2 separate regions of the Mus musculus genome follow, and region 1 is linked to region 2. Evidence: chromatin contacts called from public HiChIP or PLAC-seq data. All regions are on one chromosome and are shown on one strand. Each heading gives the region's core, a stretch centred on a gene start, on an enhancer-like site or on the middle of the called end of the contact. The rest is flanking DNA. Distances are from core to core; before and after follow the strand shown. Region 1 has its middle 100 kb from the start of Irx5. Region 2 overlaps Fto (fat mass and obesity associated).

Evidence for each region. HiChIP or PLAC-seq counts read pairs in DNA pulled down with a chosen protein or histone mark.
Region 1: a contact with region 2 is called in an H3K4me3 HiChIP or PLAC-seq map of neural tube, with 4 times the contacts expected there. The contact joins two enhancer-like sites. A contact is called at or near these places in 2 of 115 datasets of contacts at active chromatin or transcription factors (embryonic forebrain and neural tube) and 1 of 9 other capture datasets (embryonic stem cells).

Annotation. Positions count from the first base shown.
Region 1 is chr8:92,459,178-92,461,877 of GRCm38.p6, reverse strand. No RefSeq gene overlaps it. Among named protein-coding and RNA genes, the nearest start is that of Irx5, 100 kb to the right of the region's middle. Within about 2 kb of position 1,262, at least 49 of the 459 cell types and tissues checked have an H3K27ac peak or open chromatin away from gene starts, as enhancers often do. A contact at or near this core is called in neural tube, where this site is marked.
Region 2 is chr8:91,612,462-91,615,161 of GRCm38.p6, reverse strand. The region is part of intron 8 of Fto (fat mass and obesity associated); the gene reads right to left. Among named protein-coding and RNA genes, the nearest start is that of Gm36325, 100 kb to the left of the region's middle. Within about 2 kb of position 1,346, at least 17 of the 459 cell types and tissues checked have an H3K27ac peak or open chromatin away from gene starts, as enhancers often do. A contact at or near this core is called in neural tube, where this site is marked.

The sequences.
Region 1 (2,700 bases), core at 13-2,512, 850 kb before region 2:
TTTTACACACACACACACACACACACACAATGGCTTCAACGCTTAAGGGAATGAATCTGGCTCTGCACCCAGCTATGGTGTCCACTCTCCAGTCCCCAACCCACCAGGACAGATGAACAGCTATTGGGGATTCGTCTGCACCAGGCGCTGTGGAAGGGAGAAGTGGGGCTGCCCTACCTTCTGTATGACAGAGAAGCCCTTCAGAAAAGTGACAAGATTTGCTCAGGTTCTGTTCTAGGGGTCCTGCCTTGAACACAGCTTGGGCCACACTTCAAAACACAAAAGCCTTGTTAACTTGTCATCTTGTCACCCAGGGGAATCCCTCAGGAAACCTCCCAAATGGGCACCTTCCTCTATCACCAGCAATTTTGGAACCACTGCCCCATCTCCCGACCCCCGACCCCTGACTCCCACCCCCTCCGTCATCGTGTGAATTTCAGGTCTGATAGGATCCTGGGAATGTGGCCACTTCCTCCCAATGACAAAACAGATGCCTTGAGTCCTGAGACCTGGATGCCCATACAGAGGACCTGAGATGATTCAGTCACCCTAGTCCCACACCGGGAGTTTGAGTACTTAGTAGTATTCCAAACAGTTACTGGGTGGCTTTCAACTAACCAGCGGAAGGTACACCCCAGGCCCCTCTTGCTAGCTCTTCCTCCTGTTCTTGTTCGCAAGCTGTTGCCCCTGAATGGTTTAAAGACTAAACACTGGCATACAGTAGGCATCCCCCAAAATGCCTTCTTTTCCTTGCTGGTAGTCCAGAGGGACCCCTCTTCGCTGTCACTGGGAGAGTCCCGGGAAGAGCCAGCCGGTTCCTTACTCGGATCAGCCTAGCGCGTTTGAAAACTTCCAAGGCAGGAAAACTTTGTGGTCGCGGGACGGCTGCGCCTCGCCACCGGCTTGAAAGGCCCCGCGCGGTCCCCCGCGACCGCGGCGCGCTGCATAGCGTCGCCCGCAGGAGCGGCGGGAGCCGGGTGCCGTGCTAATGGGGCCAGCGGCGGAGCCGGGGACGCCATGAAAGGCGCGCGCGCAAACGCGGGCTCTTGTTGCGGGAAGAAGGGCCAAGCCTGGCTTTCCGCAGCCGCTTTGAGAGCAGCAGCGCTGGGATTTCATGGCACGGCTTCGGCGGGAAAATCAATCAGCGGGGCTGCCGTTTGGAGAGGCAGCAAGAAAGGCCACTAACGAGGCCAGATTGTAACAGTTCTGCGAGCAGCCACAGTGCTCACCTTACACGGCGGCCGCGCGCTGGTAAATAATAAATCACAGCGGCCGGCGGGCGGCGGCGGCGCGGGCAGCCCGCGCGTTTGACTGCAAAGCAGCGGCGCATCAATTATTCACCGCGCCAGATAAAACGCGGCTGCGGCCGGGCGAGCAGGTGCCCGCGCCCAAAGCGGCCTTTTGATGGCCGCGGGCCGGGCCGGGCGGCAGTGGGGCTGGGGGCGCGCAGAGCGCTGCGGGATCGGAGCGGTGCGCTCCCGCGGCGCGCTTTGCACAATCCCGGGCTGGGAGCAATTACAGCCGGACCGCCGGGCTGGGGAGAGGGAACGCGTGTGCGCGTGCCCGGGAGCGCCTCCCACGCCCAAGGTGGTGAAGTGTAAGAGCAAGCTTGTTGAATAGCTGACCTAGGCATTTGTGCGTGCACGCCTGTGGGGAGTGCCTGTTGGTTGCACAAGCACAATGGTTATGTTTTGGGTGTCAGACGGTGGCCTCGTGCCTATGAACTCTGTTATCAGTAAGTTTGCAGGTGTACACACTAGCTGTATCCATCCATTTGTCTGTGGGAGATGTGTGTGCCAGGGTACAGATGAATATGCCTGGTAACCTCCACCCTTTCCTGTGCATTACTATATGGGGCATTTGTTCATGCATGGAGTTGGATTTATGTGGACACACATTTGTGTCCCTGTGAGCTCGTATGTGGTATGCATGTGGATGGTGAGCATGTAGTTTTATCTTCCCATATGCATGTAGACACACTCAGAGTAATACATACATACAGAGTTTGCAGCTAGGTGAGGTGTTTATGCATACATACAGTGTGTGTGTGTGTGTGTGTGTGTGTGTGTGTGTGTGTGTGTGTGTGTGTGCACGATGTGTGCAATGGACTCATAAAGGCCATAATTGTCCAAGTGTGGATATGCATGTGAATACATGTGGTTATGCATATGTGTGTGCACAGTCAAATATGTGTAGGCATGCATCCATGACTTTGAAGTTTGAACACCACGGGTATGTATATGTATGCTTGGATAATTATGCATGCATGTGCAAAGAAATAAGCAAAGGAGGGATTGAAATTATTAAACCTCAAACTCAGAGGTAGAGCCTCTAGGCCCAGGGCTCAGAGTCCTCCAGAGGGCTGGTGCTTGCCCAATGGAGGTGCTTCACCAGGCAAGGAATGTAGCACTCGGAGGGTACTGCATCTGAAGTAGGTAGTTCTGAAGGAGTACGGGGTGGGGGTGGGGGGTGTTATTCTACAAGAATTTGGAAAACTGCAAACCCGGTTCAGTCTCTGGTGCCCAAGGGGAAGAGCAGTGAGATTCATCTTCTCTGAGTCTGTCTTCAGGAGTAGATGCGCAGCTAAGGGACCCACACTTCACCTTCAGCAGAGCACCCTGACAGCAGCCAGCAATGGAGGGTACCTGCCATGTGATTTTTTTTTAGCTTCCACAGAGGATCAAAACAACTGAGTGTCTA
Region 2 (2,700 bases), core at 97-2,596:
CCCTTCAGAGATGTTATCAACTAGCCTTGCTCCAGAGCTTCTACGCTCCGAAAGCCTGTAACGTGGAGCTCTTACATACTACCTATTAAAGAACTGTGTTCTCTCTCAGTAGCCATAAAATGTAAAACACCTCTTAAAAGAGACTTTCTCTGTTTCCCAGCCAAGGGCACACGAGATGAAAGAAGCTGACTTTTAAATACAATTTTAAAACACCGTGTTAAATAAAATGATGTATCGATACATGCTAGGTGATTCAAACACCAGCTCTGCTTTTGAGATCGTGGGCACTCTGGAATGTCCAAGTGATGTAATCGAAGGGAAAGCCAAGAACTTTGTCTCAGAAAAAAGTTCTTCAGAAGCCCAGGGCAGAGAAGAAGGAGCGCTGGGACCAACTGGATTTGGATCACCTGGCCCACAAGGGTCCCGCAAAGGGTGACCAATGCCTAGCCAGGACAAGAGCCTGAACTGTTGGAGCCAGTGTCAAATCCTTAGAGACTTCAAACCCTAACATGTTTAGAAAGCCATTTGTATTGACAGAATGCTGGCAATGCAGCCATTAAGAGTCCAGGCAACAGCTAATTCCTCTCGGTGTCACTTCAAGATGGCGTTACCTGAGCCGGGCGGTGGTGGTGCATGCCTTTAATCCCAGCACTAGGGAGGCAGAGGCAGGCGGATTTCTGAGTTGGAGGCCAACCTGGTCTACAAAGTGAGTTCCAGGACAGCTAGAGCTACTACACAGAGAAACCCTGTCTCAAGAACAAACAAACAAACAAACAAACAAAAGATGGTGTTACCTGCCTGCTCCTAAACCCCCAAAGGAGCTTCCCTTCACCAACACCGATTTTTCCCAATGGGGTGAAGAAATGGAGGCCTTTGTCAGCCATTGAGAAGACACTATTGAGAGGGGGACATCTGGAAACCACAGCACCAAAAACTTCACGTCAACATTATGGGTAACACTTTTTAGTTTTTTTTTTAGGCGAAAAAGAAAATGCCGTTCCTATTATGCAATCGGGCAACTGAAGATGTCTACCTTCAGAGAAGCGAGTGTTTGTGGTGAGACTTGGGCTGGAAGCTTAGGACGAGAACGCTCTCGTGCCGTCTGCTCTGGTTTCCCTGTCCCTTCCCATTAACGTTTTTTGCTCTCTGTGGCAAATCAATCAGAAAGTTAATCGTTGTGCTGATTTGTTGGTGCTTACTCGTCTCCCCCTTTAAGAAAATAAAGAAAAGAAAAAGAATGGCTTTAAAGGGGAAAGCTGACCCCGGCGTGTTAACAGCGCCACTGTGGTTCCAGGCTGCGGTCAGGCCAGCTGTCTAGTAAAGAGAAATTCCATTGCAGCACAAGTAATAAAACCTTCTTTTAAAGCACAGATACCATGCAGGGAGGAAATGTAAGCCCCTTGCAGGGGAAAAGGGAGGTGGGGCTGTCTGAGGTAAAATACGGCCTGGAGCAGTGGAGACTGGGGCCTCCACACGACTGGATAGTCTTCAATTGAAGCAGCTATTCCTCTGACCCAGAGGCCTCTCTTTTCCATCCATCGCCTTCAGGACTCTAGGAAGATGTAAGCTATTATGGGAGGTTATCATCATTGTTATTCATACGATGGAATGCTTATCATCCGCTCTGCTTTCCCAAAGCGACCGCTCTGTAAGATGGGTGGTAGGGACATTCTCAGTATGATAGCTAGCATGCTTAAGTCTGCTCTAGTGGAGTGACAGATACCAAGAGGCCAGGCCACCATGTCACTTCTGAGACTATCTTAGACTCAGAAGTGTTCTTAGACTCAAAATTGACAAACAATCGACTTTCCTTAAAATCTGGGTCAATACTCACTGTACTTACCACCCTTGACACTACACAAACTGGGCTAACTGGTCCTGGACTCCAGTAAAAGGCAGCGGTTTGCAAAAGGAGGGAGCTGGAATCCCATGTCCGTCAGTCACCACAGACTGTCACACAACCGCTCAGTATCCCTGATCTCGGCCAGACAGGAAAGCAGGGCTCATTGACCAGGTAAGGCTTTTTGACCCAGGAAAAGCAGCAGACTGAAGGCTAAATCTGATTCCTAATGTGGGCTCTTCATTACAACACTCACACCATCATCCCAGGTCGGTCCCATCCGGAAAAGCCTTTAGAATGGCAGGGCAGAGCTCATGAATGCTTGGCTAGGAGCTCAGGCCCGACTTGCCCTCCCCTTCTCCTCTCCTAGGCTGGAAGGGAGGGGAAGAGCGGTCACTCCAGGATGGTAAACTGCAGTAGCCACTTTAACACTAATGAATTACACAGAAAGATATGAAGACAAGTATTTCCTCCAGCCCTCCCAGCACAGGAGCGGTATGTAAACATTACGCTTCGCCCCCCGCCCCCTACCACTTTGGACTTAATTGTATTCCTAATTGGAAATGAAAATTAATTTGCTTTTGATCAATTCCAGGTGGCAGATCAGCCCAAACTGGTAGCAGAGCGTTTTCTCCTCTGTGAGTGACCACACACATGTGCCATAAACACCAGGCTGCGCCGGCATAAACAGGAAGCCCCTGCCCTGCGTGCAAGGGCTTCCGATGTCTCTCTGCCTCTCTTCCCTTGGCTGATTGGCACCATTCAATTTTTTAATAAAAGGATTTACCAAAGTGCCGGTGCTTGTGGAAATAAACTGCTGACAGCCTCGCTGCGTTAAGTGCGTAATTAAGGCTGTGAGG